Regions from separate parts of the Zea mays genome. Here region 2 is linked to region 1. The links are chromatin contacts, called in public Hi-C maps. All regions are on one chromosome and are shown on one strand. The core of a region is the stretch at or near the end of the contact, and the rest is flanking DNA. Distances in the headings are between cores, read along the strand shown. Region 1 holds the start of LOC100279906 (RING/U-box superfamily protein). Region 2 has its middle 45 kb from the start of LOC100279578.

What was found. A called contact is a pair of places that touch in the nucleus more often than the background predicts.
Region 2: a Hi-C map of ear shows a contact between it and region 1, with 2.4 times the contacts expected there. The contact joins the enhancer-like site here to the promoter of LOC100279906 in region 1. A contact is called at or near these places in 5 of 25 Hi-C or Micro-C datasets (bundle sheath, ear, leaf and 1 more).

The regions. Positions count from the first base shown.
Region 1 is chr7:93,170,469-93,178,430 of Zm-B73-REFERENCE-NAM-5.0, reverse strand. It overlaps LOC100279906 (RING/U-box superfamily protein), which reads left to right and starts at 4,562. Exons shown (of 5, transcript NM_001152858.1): 1 at 4,562-4,653; 2 at 5,306-6,141; 3 at 7,608-7,742; 4 at 7,813-7,962. The coding sequence starts at 5,567. LOC118472947 reads left to right here and starts at 1,272. Exons shown (of 3, transcript XM_035960965.1): 1 at 1,272-1,479; 2 at 1,566-1,679; 3 at 1,758-2,087. The coding sequence starts at 1,273. The coding sequence ends at 1,901. It overlaps LOC109941239 (a long non-coding RNA gene), which reads left to right and starts at 693. Exons shown (of 3, transcript XR_002263875.1): 1 at 693-801; 2 at 873-986; 3 at 1,069-1,155.
Region 2 is chr7:93,462,814-93,470,775 of Zm-B73-REFERENCE-NAM-5.0, reverse strand. It overlaps the pseudogene LOC100304321. Among protein-coding and RNA genes, the nearest start is that of LOC100279578, 45 kb to the right of the region's middle. Within about 2 kb of position 4,540, at least 6 of the 20 cell types and tissues checked have an H3K27ac peak or open chromatin away from gene starts, as enhancers often do. A contact at or near this core is called in ear, where this site is marked.

The sequences.
Region 1 (7,962 bases), core at 3,313-5,812:
TTGATTCTAATGTTAAATATTTGTTCATACATTATATGAAATTTGTTAATGCTTCTTTTGTACAATGTGGTTGCAGGTCTTGGATTGATGCATCTTTTCAAGGTCAAGGACGTCGCACACAGGTGAATAAAGTTTTGGGAAGTATATGCAAATATCTCTGGCCTGGTGTAGTGATGGAGAAAGGCGTTGAGGTGCCTTGTATGTCTTGGGATCAGTACGGGCTCGCGTTCAATGCAGAACATAGGAATGCCCAAGGTGCTGTGTGGCATGAGTTCTGGGTATGTTCTCTAGCCCAACTTGAATTGATTCAACTATACAATGTGCTAAAAATCTTGTTTCTTGTTTTTTTTCAGAAACGTTACAAGTTGCCTGAAGATGGAAGTATGAACGATCGTGCACGGATCGTTTTTAACAAGAGCGCGACTACCTTGGTTAGGGATCAGATGTATTATGCTCGGATCCAGGTCACTTCTGATTACATATTAAGGCAGGAAGGACGTCGGCCACGTTCCAAAAGTGAGGCATCAAACAAATACTTAACCAAAGAAGAATATCTTGAGGTAAATTGTTTTTATCCTAATTCATGTCCAAGTGTTAGTACTAACAATACATTGGATCGAAATAAAGTTTTCAGACTCGGTGCCATGGATGGCATCAAATGAGGTTGGTTGGCGGGCTGTATGCAAATATTGGGCAACAGATGGATTTAAAGGTGTTTCATTGAGAAACAGCTCAAATCGTGGGCATGATGTTCACCACAGATATGGTGGTGATGGCCACGTTCGTTTGGCAAAGCGCATGGTAAGTGTAATTTATGGTCGTGCATATCATGAATCTTCTATGTGTTTTATGTTATTTTCTTTTGCCTGTAGGAAGCTAGTTCTGGTGTTACGCCGAGTGATGTTCAGGTTTACCTTAGAGGTCACAGGGGGTCGGATCCTACAAATCCAGAACAGTTGTGTTCTCAGTCAGCTGCTGAGCGTGTGGTGAGACTTTCGCAACTAGTTACAATGCACTTCTATTCTAAGAGTCGAGAAAAATATAACTGCATTGTTTATTATTTGTCAGGCCTCATATGGTGCTTCCATGATGTCGGAGCATGGGCAAGACTATGATTGGATGAATCAGCCTATCGATCCTCAGATTGTGTATGCTAGTGGAGGCGGAAAACCTCATGGACGGTGAGTTTGCTATTATTAATTCGTCGATTTGATCTTTTTTAACATGATGTGTTGCGTGTTTAACTTCTTTCTATTTTTTTGTAGTTACCCCATGTTTGGTAGTGTTATCGACTCGACTCAGGTGAGGCCTGAAAGGTCTCACCCATCGAGGTCGTCTAGCCGTGGTCCTCGCTCTAGTACCCAAGGAAACGCCGAGCTGATCCGGGTGCAGGAAGCTTTGAGGCGGCAGGAGGAGTATAACAAGCAACAACAAGAGTACTGGGCTGCTCAATTTGCACGACAGCAGGAGATGATGCAGGTAATTAGATCCTCGTGAGCCTCTACTATAATTGGAGCACATATTTTCTAATATATCCTCGTAACATAGCTTTCAATTTCTTTCAGCAAATAGCACTAGGACAACGTCCAGATTTTTCAGCCATGACTATGCCAACTCCTCCACCTATCCCGCAGTTTGTACCGACTCCACAATTTAGTTGGCCCACACCTGCACCTCAGGTTATATTACTTGACTTTTTCTTTTGACATTGCATAACAAGAATTTAACTACTAACACATTTTTTTTGAATGTTGTAGGTCCCTCCAGGAAACTTGCTAACTCCGGGAAATGAGGACTCTGAAGATGCAGTCGCTTCTTTTGTGGATGGTCTTCTAAACAGCGGAGGAGCTAGCAGATCAAATCAACCCCATCCATTTGATCAACCTCCTCCATTTGAGTAGTTTGTCTCCTTGTGTTTTTCTCGTACTATGGACTTGTGAACTTGTGGTATTGTGAACGAACTTGTGCTATTGTGAACTTGTGAACTTGTGAACATGTGAACTTGTGAACTTGTGCTTTAATTTGTGGACGGATGAACATTTTGTGAATTTAATTGTGTGTTTCATGTGAAACGATGAATTATGGATATTTGTGGTATTGTATGTGATTCTGGATGAATTATTGGAAACTGGATATTGATTGAATTTGTGTGATTGTTTGTAAAATAAAAAGCAGGCAAATTCTGTTTCTCTGTTTTTTAATTACTTCTGACGGCCCCTTATTTCCGACGGGGCCGTCGGAAATAAGTTGTGACGGCGTCAGGCGCCGACGGCCGGCCGTCTGCGGGGCCCACCTCACTTTATTTCCGACGGTCCCACGCCGGCCGTCGGAAATAAACTTATTTCCGATGGCCCCGTCGGAAACGCGGATACTTCCGACTGGGTATCCCCTACGGCGTTACTTCCGACGGGACCTGCCTTAAGCCGTCGGAAGTAACTACTTCTGACGGTTCAGTGCTTATTTCCGACGGTTTAGGCCGTCGGAAACTGAACGTTTTCCTGTAGTGTCAATTAGGGCTATGGAGGAGTCATGTAATTTATTTAGTTATTTTGTACAGAAACTTCTATTATGTAATAAAGATGTGACATTGTTTTCTGTACCCCGAGTCGCCATATGTGTGAGACTTGATCCTGACACACATGTCACCATATCTGGATTTGTCCTTAAATCCAGGTGTGACATGTGCCCCAACAGAATGACATTGTTGAACACAAGAATCAGATCCTTGTTAAGATGGCTAGAATGATGCTCGATGAGCATAGGACTCCTAGGCGATTTTGGGCCGAATCTATCAACATTGTCTGCCATGTGTCCAATCGCATATTTCTTTGTGCTTTTATGAACAAGACTTCTTATGAGTTGCGATTTGGATGGACACCCAATGTTAGCCATTTCAGGATGTTTGGCTGCAGATGCTTTATGTTGAAACATCACAATTTGAACAAATTCGAGTTGTAGTCTACTGATGGTGTTTTTCTTGGTTATGCATTACACTACCATGCTTACCATGTTCTTACCCTTGAAACTAATAGTATCATGGAGACCTCTGAGGTGAACTTTGATGAAACTTCGCCTAATCCATCCTCTATCTTTGAGCATGCGGTCCAGGTCAGATGGGTGAGACCATCTTTGTAGAGGAGGAACAAGACGACACCGATTGAGGTAATCCCGAGCCATCTTCACTTGTTGTACCAGTCGAGCCTGCTTCCACTACTTCGGCCAACAGACTCGACATCACTTCTTCCACGACTTGGGGTCCACTCGAGCTACAGCCTGCTAGGCATGGAGGCGATCAGGCTGATGTTAACCTCTTCGAGGATGCACCACGACACATTCAACGTTGTCACCCACTTCAGTAGATGTTCGAGGAGCTTCACGAGTGAGTCACTCACTATATGCCACAATGGATTTATCACTTTTCTCACTCTCTTTTGTTGCTTCTTTTGAGCCTCAGGATGTTGGAAACACTTTCTCTGATCCTAACTAGGCCAATGCCATGCATGAGGAGCTTAAAAACTTTGAGAGGAACCAGATTTGGGTTTTGGTTCCACCGCCTCAAAACTGCCACCTAATTGGTACAAAATGGGTTTTAAAAAACAATCAAAGCAAGGATGGGTTGGTAGTTCAAAACAAAGCTTGATGGGGTTGATTCGCCCGCAACCCGTAGTGCATACTAGCAAATATTCAGCAATTCAAGGTTTGCTTCAGCTTCAGCCATTTAAGGATTACTTTAACGTACAACATGAACAAATATTTAGCTATTCAAGGTTTATTTTGGCCATTCAATGTTTACTTCAATGTACAATAAAAACAAATATTCAGCCATTTAAGGGTTACTTCAGACATTCTCATCAATTCAAAGTGTTGAGTCGAGGACGAGAGCTGACTGCTGCGACAGATGAATGAAGGCACCACACCGAAAATTTGTGGACGTTGGTGCAACGACTGGATCGAAGCAGAGTTTGACTAATTACAGACGGCGGTCGAGTGGGTCATGCGAGCGGCGACATGGGGAATCAGTTGGGTGGGCTGGTGCGAGTGGTGGTTTGTAGGATTTAATTAGGTAGGGTTATGTCTCGCTGAGTGATGAATAACGCCGCCCTATGTATTGTTATACTGTATTTTTAATTACATTAAACATAAAAAATTATAAATTCGTAATATATTCCTTTTATTTTATATATACTTCTACTATAAAACAAAGGTAAAATCCCTTTAGTTTCTTGGTTCTTACTGCGAGGGAAGAGACAAATAAAATGTATAAAAAGATTGCGAAAATCGCTGTGGCTACCTACCATAGCCGACACGTTCTTCTTGCTAGAAGCGAGGTGTCAGCCACGCCCTCCTAACACGCATACGCCAGGTCCATGGGACCACTCTCACTCATACTCCCTCGTCCCTCCGTGCCAAAACGAAAGGGACCGCTGCTCTGCTCTGCCTGCCTCCCCTTCATCCTCCACTTCTTCCTCTTGGTCTGGTTCGGGCAGAGCATCCGCACCTGCTCGGCCGATTACCCCGGCGTTTTCTGTTCCCTTTCACCCCGCGTGCGGGCGCTATCCTTCCCGTGGCGACGTCTGGGTGACCGCTGCCGCAGCCCTACACTAGGTTCCTAGGTATTCGCCGGGCCCTTCCCCGGCGACGAGCACCCACCATGTATGTCCACCCCTTCCTCTTCCATACCTTACAAAACCTACCCAAACCCTAAATTAAACTGTTTGGCTATTTGTATTCGGATCTGATCTAACTACAAATGCTTACATGTATTACTATGCCTACTATTTCGATTTTCTTTTGCAAATATTATCGGGTCTTATTATTGCTCGGCTATCTTGGTCTCACGCCTCAGTTCCTCTTGCGAAGCTGTTAAGCATAGCATATGTTATGTTAACCTATCTTAAAAGGACTTCCAGACATAGATTTTAAGAGAGTCATTTTGTAGGGCTATTCTTTTTCTCCTTGCGAGCCAATACCATTAGTAAATTAGTGACTTATTTGAAGTTCATAGATAGTCTATCAGGCTGGTCTCCTGGGTCATTTCCCTAGCAGAGCAGGTTTCCGGTTCTCTACAAGCGTTCTGTATAAGAGGTCCCAGTTACATCAAGTTCCATTCCAGCAATCAATTTGGATAGTATTGATAGTTTACGCTAAAAATTCACACTTCCTCGGATTAAACTCATAAATCATGGCCTTTCACAGTAATCGAATCTAATACTCACAGCTTAGCCTACGTGAACTAATATTTTTTGTATAGTGGTTCAGTATATTTACGAATAACTCTACTATGTTTGCATGTATATGACAAAAGGTACATGAGAAATCCTTTTTCAAATTTGTAGCTTAGGCTACCTCTGTGGGGATCTTCTGTGAAGCAAGAGAAGTTACCTAGCACACAACTCAAAGTTCAGTAGATTATTGAGGATCAACATTTCAGCCATCTGTATGTTAGTTAATATGATGGCCGATGGTAACATCTGGTTAGAAAGATAGAAACTCATTATTGCGCTACATATGGTAGTGCCCATTCGACATAAGAACTAAGCTGGACATTGGTAGATCCAAGTTATTAATGGCGCACACTTCCTGTGATGGTGTACATCATGTTATAAGTGTAGCACATGGGGAAACTGCATCAACATCAACCAGTCATCAAGATATGTGCAGTGACTCGGATGAACCACATCAGGAAGATAGGCTATCAACAAGCACACAAACCCTGTCATCAGAGTCTTCGCCATCAATATCACCAACTGCTTATAGCACCAGAAATTTATCTTTTCCTAGAAGAGATAGTATATATGGTCATGGAAGAAGTCCATGGAATTCTGGTTTATGGATCTCGTTTGAAATTGTCATGTACATTGCTCAGGTTGTAGCTGCTATTGTCATCCTCATCTTTTCAAGACATGAACATCCCCATGCTCCTTTGTTCGCATGGATAATTGGATATACACTTGGCTGCATTGCTAGTCTTCCTCTTATTTATTGGCGGTATGTTCATCGAAACAGACATTTGGATCAAGAACCTCAGCAGCCACCTACAACATATCCTACTTTGACTCCTTCTCAGTCATCAGAAGGACGCAACCATCGTACCAGTGGTATTGTTTTGCATCTTGGATGTATCTCAATTTCTTGCCCAAGGTAACTTTTAGTCCATGCCACTTTCCAACCTGGTAGATGAATGGACAAATTGTTAGTTCGATTGAATGGGTTATTATAACCAGGGTGTCCAAGAATTAATTTATTTTGAGCAATTCTTTAGTTTGCATAACATTGTTTGTTAGTTATTTAAAAAGCTGCAATATGGGAACACAGTTTTGAAGAGAGTAAATAAAAAATTATCTTGATGGTTCACAAAGATCATTATGACTGGTTATTTTGCCATATAAGTTGTAGATGCATATTGAGATGGGTGTGCGCACGCCATGTGGATGGCATGAGAGTAGCATACCAGCATTGTTTTCAAGTCGTCCGATTAATCGCGTTATCCAAGTCGGTTTGGAAAAATCGTGATTAATCGCCAAGTCATCCGACTAATCGTGATTAATCGCCCAGGTCGGTCCGCCAGAACGACCAGCAAGTCGTCCGACTTGAAAACATTGCATACCAGTCATCAAAACTACCTGATAATCTCGTTGAAGACATTAATCCAAGTCCAATGACTAAAATACTATGGTTCTGTGGGTCAAGGCCTATCTGAACCAATGGTACAAGTCTAATGGTCCATGATGAAATGCAACCAATTAAAAGAGGAAAACAACATAACTGAGTAAAAATAGAAGCAAACGAACTTATTGGTTTCTGTACATTTTTTGTTTGGTTTACAAGGTAGCGTTATTTGCAGGGACATTATTTTATTTGATCCAGTGTGAATTTGCTGCATGGTTAGTTCTAGGATGTCTTTCTACACATACTTCCTTTTTTCTCCATACTCAGTTGCTCATTTTAATTGGCTTTAGATAAATTAGGCCAAGATATACAGTTGAAACTGTGTTCGCACAAGACACATGTACCGATTTTAGCATGCCATAGTCACTAAATTTTCCAAAGGTACAAATTACAGCACATTTAATTTCTGGAGTCATGTTTTGTCATTTTTAGGCATGTAATAAATACCATAGGAAGGATTCTACACCACATCTGTACAATATTGCGTAAAGTTTTGCCATCTGTTCACGAGTTCTAGAGCCATAGAAGACTTCTTTTTACATGGAAATTTTGAATTTCGTACTTACGTAGCATATAGCATGGTCAGTCTCAACTTATCCTGTAACATCATCATGCATGTTAGGTGGGGTCCTCTCATATTAAGTGAGGAAAAACAGTAGATGGAGCATGTCCGCTTCAGAAGCATCATTAGCTTTGCAGAAGAATGGTCCTTTGTTCTTGTGTTTGTTTAAATGCACACGATAATGGAGATCATGACATGTGTTGTCCAGTGTTCACCTGAAAGTTGAACTTTTGATAGTTTGAGTACTCAAGTGAGTTTCAAAGTTGGCTAGTAGCATCTTGAAGAATTGAGTGGTCTGATATATTGAGTCATTAGTTTTATCTGGAAACTGAAATGAACATTGTGGTCTGAACTCTGAAGTGATTACATATTACAGGCTTAGTGTGCTGGCTTATCACTTCAAGACAGGTGTTGACTGTTTCTTTGCTGTATGGTTTGTTGTTGGCAATGTGTGGATTTTTGGTGGGCGCAGTATTTCATCAGATGCTCAGGACGCTCCCAATATGTACAGGTATCTGCATTGCTCTCTGTTTCTTTTGTTGTCTGTTGAATTCACACGTGACCTTGCTCCCTTTCGCCAGGTTGTGTTTGGCATTCCTTGCGCTTAGTTGTGTTGGATATGCCATTCCTTTTATAATGTGTGCAGCAATATGCTGCTGCTTTCCATGCTTGATTTCTGTTTTGCGTCTTCAAGAAGATTTGGGTCAAAATAGAGGAGCTACTCAAGAGCT
Region 2 (7,962 bases), core at 3,291-5,790, 290 kb before region 1:
GATTGTCAACCTTTCGATACTCTACAATCTTGATCTGAGCAACAATTCTCTATCTGGAGAGATCCCAGAGGACTTTGGCAGGCTGAAGAAACTGACACAGTTGGACCTTTCAGATAACCATCTCAGTGGGAACATTCCTGAGGAGCTTGGGGAGATCGTCGAGATAAACACGCTTGATCTGTCACACAATGAGCTTTCCGGTCAGTTGCCCGTGCAGTTGGGGAATCTCAGACTGGCTCGTTTCAACATATCCTATAACAAGCTCTCAGGGCCTATACCCAGTTTCTTCAATGGCTTGGAGTACCGAGACAGCTTCTTGGGCAACCCTGGCCTGTGCTATGGGTTCTGCCGTAGCAATGGCAATTCTGATGGCAGACAGAGCAAGATTATCAAGATGGTGGTCACCATCATAGGTGTCAGTGGGATCATCCTACTCACTGGCATCGCTTGGTTCGGATACAAGTACAGGATGTACAAGATCAGTGCTGCTGAATTGGATGATGGAAAATCTAGTTGGGTGCTGACATCCTTCCACAAGGTGGATTTTAGCGAGAGGGCCATTGTCAATAACCTTGATGAGAGCAACGTGATTGGCCAGGGTGGCGCAGGCAAGGTGTACAAGGTGGTTGTTGGGCCACAGGGTGAGGCCATGGCTGTCAAGAAGCTCTGGCCTAGCGGTGCGGCGAGCAAAAGCATAGACTCGTTTAAGGCTGAGGTTGCCATGCTAAGCAAAGTTCGGCACAGGAACATTGTAAAGCTTGCGTGCAGCATCACAAACAACGGCAGCAGGTTGCTTGTCTACGAGTACATGGCAAATGGTAGCCTGGGGGATGTGCTCCACAGTGAGAAACGCCACATCTTGGATTGGCCCATGAGGTATAAGATTGCTGTTAACGCTGCTGAAGGACTCTCATACCTGCACCATGACTGTAAGCCCGTGATCGTCCATCGAGATGTGAAGTCGAACAACATCTTGCTCGACGCGGAGTATGGTGCCAAGATTGCAGATTTTGGTGTTGCAAGGACTATTGGGGATGGCCCGGCTACCATGTCCATGATTGCAGGGTCTTGTGGATACATTGCTCCTGGTTAGTTGCTGTAGTTTCTGCATGTTTACATATGTTGCTGTTGTGCCTCAGTTTTTTTTTTACTTTGTATTTTCTTTAGTTGCTCTACATAGTTTTTGAAAAGTACTCTAGTATAGTGAATCTACAGGTTAGAGCTGACTGATCTATTATGGGTTGCAGAGTATGCCTACACTCTCCATGTCACTGAAAAGAGTGACATATATAGCTTTGGTGTGGTGATCCTTGAGCTCGTTACCGGAAAGAAGCCGCTGGCAGCAGAGATTGGCGAGATGGACCTGGTGGCGTGGGTGACTGCCAAAGTTGAGCAGTACGGGCTAGAGTCTGTGCTTGACCAGAACCTCGACGAGCAGTTCAAGGACGAGATGTGCATGGTTCTGAAAATCGGGCTGCTCTGTGTCTCAAACCTTCCAACCAAACGCCCGTCAATGAGGTCCGTGGTGATGCTGCTGCTGGAGGTCAAGGAAGAGAACAAGCCAAAGCTGAAGGCGGTGGCAACTCTGCCCATCTGACCTGGAGGAGGCGACCCCATCTGATCAATAATAACAAATAAAAGTAGTGTCTGTTCTTCTTGGGATAGTGTACTAAAAAAACTATTTGCATTATATCTGATCTTGAGAAGTTCATTCAGGGCAGCAGCTAGCTAGCTAGGTCTGAGAACATTTTCAGCATAGTGTTTGCTAAAGCTTATGACTGTGGTATCCTTTTGCTCTAAATGAGAAAGTGCTGGTTGCTGTCAATTTTATCCCTGGCAATCTTTTTGTTCATGATTGGCTGGCCCCATCAAGGGTGAGTCTACTTCCATTCTTTTTTGTGCCTATTTCTGATCCTGAAAGGTGTAGTTTCCAATCATGTACACCTTGTGGACCTGATAATGCGCCTAATGATTTACATTAGGAATTTGCACGACAGATCTTCTGTTTCGGTAACTAGTAGAGCTACGCTCGGCCTTACCGGATCTGACAATAGGAATTTGCACGACAGATCTTTGGTAGGTGTGTTTTGAAAACCCTGATCTCTCACGAACTCTGAAATCTGCAGTTCTGTTCTTTTATTACTTCCGAGAATGCAAACTTCTTTTATCTGATGACAATAGGAATTTGCAAACAGATCTTTGGTAGGTGTGTAGGGTCACACGGCCAGTGTGCCTAGACAAATGAATTTTAACTTTGCGGCTTCTCATTGCATGAATCGATTGGAATGATTGTGTTCTCAGGCAGGGAAACAATATTCTGAATCCCGGAGTGCATAATCCTCTAGAGCCCACTAAACCCTTGTTCGGTTAAAAGGATAAAATCACACCATAAATTTTATTCGGGTTTGGATTGGTGAATCAATACCTCACACTCAATCTCATGATAAGATTAAATCCATCATTTAATTCATGTATCTCTCAAAGCTAATTATTCTTTTGATATATAGATTCTAATATAAACTTGTGTATTATCTTTATGTATTTATTCCATATTTAATAAGCTATAGATAGAATCGATGTCTGTTAAAAAAATTCTCAAACCTTTATAATATATGATGAGTTTAACCGAATAAAAAAATGAAAAGGTTCAGATTATTTTGAGACATAAATTTAATTTCAATTTATACTAATCTAGAGCTGAATTAGTGTAAATGAAAAATTGTTGTAGGAAAAAAAATAAAAACCGAGCTCCAATACATCTCTATCCCTGCTTCCAATCACGTTGCATGAGTAAACTGGACGCTTCCGTGCGCATATTTGCGCCTACAGTATCGTTCCCAATCCCCGCGGCTGCCTCTCCTTTCGCGTCTTCATTCGTCGACTAGGTGAGTGCTCGTACGTTGCAACGAGAACATATAATAACATAATAACTTATATATAAAATATGTCTTATATTGTTATAAAAAATGTTTCATAATCTATTTGTAATCCTGGCCATATATAAATTTTGTTATTTTAATTTAGTTGTTTCACTACTACATTGAAACCATCAATATCATGCAGACTTTTGATATATGCCACGATCTGTATGGTCTCATTATTAAAGAGCACGTGCCACATCTACCGTTAGAAGTTCCCTCGTACACTGTCAGTCATCAGGTACGCACCACCATACACGCTTGCTTAAACAAAAAAGACAAATGCATGTGTTTGCGAAGAGAATTAAAGGCAGACCAGCACAAAAGCTACCCCGACGATGGCGAGTGGTCATTGCTATCGGTCATCCTCTGCGTCACCTCTGGCCAAGATGACGCCATAGTCCTTGATATAGTAATCATTGAACATGCACGACATGGCGAGTATCGATGACTCTTGGCTAGGCTGCCAAACGAAGTGCACCCCGGGCTCATCAGCGAGGTAGTACACCTAGCCTTTGCACCACCAGATGTGCTACTTCTCTACATACATCTTGTTCGAGGACATTCACACAACGTCAGCAACGATCGTCGTCCCAGCGCACAAGAATTCATGGCCGGTCAGTAGTGACTTACATGGCAGGTTGAGCTTCAGGTGGATGATGAGCTGGACGGCGTGACAGCGCCGTTGTCGGATGCGGTGCCCAGAACAACCCGAGAGTCGCCGACGTTTGGCGACGACCATGAGGTCCCCCTGTTTGAAGATGGACAGCGTGGTGCAGCCACTCTGGACCGCGTCCAAGCGGCGGCTGCGCCGGAGCTTGTCGAACACAGCGACGCATGCAGTCACGTAGTATAACTTCCAGAGGTCGAACTGACAGGCACCAAGCTTTTCTCGTCGTCGATGAGCGACGCCAATGCGAGCGCTTCCTGCCAGTGGTGTTTGTTCGGGGTTTCCAAATAAGAAACATGGATTTATCTTTGGCGTTGGTTTATGAAAATGACTCACAAGTCAGATCCATGAAAAATATATTACGGAGAATAAATGTCACACATATAAAAAAAGAATTTAAGTTGAAAACATCAAACAAAAAAATTGCATGCAAGACTCTTCTTTAAATAGTACTTCCTCTATCTAAAAATATAATTCAGGAATCTCGTTGATAATTATCTACTACTACACATTGTGCAAGGGTAGCCGGTAGGCTTTAAGACAGATGTAGTAGATATTTTTACTGTAACAGATATTGATATAAACACACATGTGGTAGTGGTAGCTACGAGCATATTTGCTTGAGGGGCACATTTGTGTTTTTTAATTTAATTTTAGCTAGGCGTGAGATGCACGTTGGAATGAGAATGAGCTTTGCGGGGAGAGGGAATGAGAAAGACAGTACGGGGAGAAGGAATGTAAATGGCAGAACACGGAATGACAGCTAGGAATGAGAATGGACTTTGCGGGAAAGTTAGAATGAGAAAGACAGTACGGTGACGGAACTATCCCTTACCACCTTACTATTGAATAGAGATTTGGCACGAGAGCCGAGCGTCCCGCAAGCGCCCCACGTCTGCACCGGAGTAAACGATGTCTCGGGCGATGGGAAACCAACCTGCAGCTCCTGCGACGCGCCGTCGCTAGCCTCACAGTGCCACCGCCAGCCCCCTAGTGATCCCCCAACGGCCTCCCGCTTCCTGTGGCGTCGTGCGCCACTGACACCTCCCACCCCCACCCACCCCGTCGTCTGAAACCCAGCCGGCCAGCCGGCCTCCCGCTCCCTGTGATGCCATGGAGGCGCAAGCTACAACAGGCACAACAGAACAGGTATTGAGTAGTAATGCTTTATTGTCCTGAGCTCCTGACTTTACATTTCTGTTGGTGTGTAAACAATCTCAGGTGAACATGTGCATTTTTTTGAAAGCTCCTGCACGAACCAATGAAACATGTAGCTTCTACAGTCATGAAAACATTATTGTGTTCAGTTCTTATTCATGACAGCCATGTTTTCAGTTCTTATTCATACCAGCCAATTTGAACTTCCTTTTACACAGCAGGATTCATATTGTAGTTGTAGCTTCTGATCAATGTTCATAGTGCCTAGGATCGATTCCTAAGCCTCCAGAATACCAATTCGTAACTACAATTCCTCGATAACGACTAGATCTATTATACTGAGAGGAACAGAGGTACATACCTTCATTGTTGTTCATCGCAGCAGCCATGGCGGCGGCGTCTTACAGCGAAGATCTGCCTCCTCCACCTCCCTGCATGTGGCGAGGAGACTGGTTCTTGTCGCTGGTCGGCGATGGAGTGACTCCTCTATTGGCAGTTGGCACCTACAGGGGAAGCTTAGATCCTGATCCCGTTGGGGAGTCTACGCGGATCAAAGCCATGAGCCGCATCTCTTCCAGTCACTCTGAGCGCTTAGGTGATAAGGACCTCTGTAAAGTGTCGATTAGACTTTTGTGATCGAGTGATTAGCGTTGGCTAAACCCGTCGGCCCCCTTAATCTATTGATATGGTGTCGTGTAACTAGAGACTGCAACCAATAGTTAGAATAGCTCCCTGATCAGGGGCACGATTAGACGATTAATGTTAACACTATCCCAATAACTGTTAACCGGCTAGCGTAGAGGACACACCTTAACACCGTCAACTAGTAAACAGATTTCATTTTACTTAGTTCTGCATACCTAGAGCATCTGTTCTCAAGTGAAGGCACAGTTTTGCTCGTTATCCAAGAGCTGCTACTAATTAGTATCATGTCACCGGTACATATATAGTTTTCCCTTTGTAGATGTCAGCCCATTTCAGTTACTAATGTAATTTCCTTTTTAATATGTGCATTCTGTAGGCTGCTGATCCAAAAGAATGAAGCCATCCATGGTCTGACTGCAAATATCGACAACATGTTTTGGACAAGACATTTAGCGATATAGGTCGTCATTAGTTTTAACATTTACAAAAGAACAATATTTGTTTTCAATTGAAGTTTAAACTTGCAGACTGTATAGTTGTGATTACAACAAGTATTGCGGATCCTGTCACTTTAAACCATTGTTTAGTTGCCTTAATCAAAGTGAGGGTCAGAATTGTATGGTGTTCTTTGATATTGCAGTAGATGCTCCACTAAGTTCAATGAAAAGTTCATGTTGGTCTTTACGAAACAAAAATGACTGTATGGTGTCTATGTATGTGGCTTGATACACATGATGTGGCAGTGGCAGACGCTGTTGGAGTAGTATCATTGTTTTTGGATTTAAAGTTTTAAGGATGTCCCAATATTTATGTATTGGAAGAAATAGTTTTTGGAACTTGTTGGAGATGCTCTAATGTCTTGGCAAAGCATGGCAGAGTTGCTTACTACATTACTGACCACGCCTGTAGCGTTTGTCTTTGCCTTTATCCTCCTTAGATCACGCCTGTACGGTTGCCTTTGCCTTTATCCTCCTTAGATCCGGCACCTATGGAGTTTGAGTTTTAAGAGCACCTAGAGGTGGATGAATAGGTGATCCTGCGAAAATCAATTCTAAACAAGTCAAACTTAGTTTATAACAAGTGTTAGTAATATCCAAAACCAAGTTATGATGAATAGAGGTAGAGAGTAGAAGAGAACTCTTCACTTCATTGTTCCTTTAAGGTATGTATTAAACTTAGGACAATAACACAAGTGATAATATGAGAACTCTTTGGAAGATAACTATCGCAATAAAGAAATGCACAAAAGACATGACAATTTATCTCGAGGTTCGGCCAATACCTACTCCACGTTGTGGTGACCTCATTCGGTAAGGGTTGCACTCAACCCCTCTCAAGTGATCCAAAAATCAAACTTGAGTAATGTTGGTCACTTGTTCTCAAATATTACAAATCTACTGTAACAGAAGATGACATGACTATGATGAAAAAACTGGGCTATTTTGGGGAGTCTGAGAGCAAGCTTGTTCGATTTGCTGGGGAGAGATAATTCCGGAGACGAGGGATGACGAAGTTATCATCTTTAAGAGCTTCTTAAGAGCAGGGCTTTGGTTCCCGCTAAATGATATGATAGGGGAGGTTCTAAAGAACTTTGAAATATACCTTCATCAGCTGACCCCCAATGCTATTGTTAGACTTAGTGTCTACATATGGGCTCTCCGAAGCCAGGGAATGGATGCGAATGCCGAAGCTTTCTACCGGGTGCACGAACTTCACTACCAAACGAAGGCTAGAGCAGATGGCCTTCACAGGAACTTTGGCTGCTACAATTTTGCGTAATAGAAAGATACGAAGGCCCCGGTTATTGGCTATCATACCAAGTGGTCGACTGGATGGATAATGAATGGTTTTACCTGAAAGCAGATGAGAAAAATAGGGAGAAGCTAATGAGCATGGTTATGAGTCCGTTAAAGTTGAACTTCGGCCTGACACGACCCTTATGCAATATGCAATTGGGGTTACCCTGCCAGCTGGCTGAAGTAGAAAATTTAGAGTGGTAGCCGAGCACATCAGTACTAGAGACTTAGTGCAAGAATATTTATCAAACAGAACATATATGACTTCTAGTGGTTGGGGAATGCCGAAGAGAAAAGAAGTGGGAAAGAAGCACGAGCTTGTACGGCTCCCTTATCGCTTTAAGTTTAGGGTTTAGGCTAGATATGATTGAGATCATGTTCAACGAAATACTTGGGAATTCTACCAAGAAAGAAGATCAGTTGATGACTGTAGCCTTTGGTACCCGGCCAAAACGAAGATTGAACCGGATAGTGGACGCCTTGAATTTCGAATACCCTGACTATGAAAAGCTTGACAAAGGGGACGAAGGGGTGCAAAGGAAACAGGTTGTCATCATCCTGAATAGGCAAGCTGCCCGGCTGATAAAAGAAGATGAAGTTTTTTTGAAGAAAGCGAAAATAGCTCTGTAACACCCTAATTTTGGTGGTATAAAATTTCTTTCTAATTATCACCCAAAATCATGTCTTACTCTTCTCTCTCTCTAGATTCTCTCTCCCTTTTTCCTTTTGATCAGAGATAGCTTAAACTAGTAGAGATTAATTATTTATTTTTTGT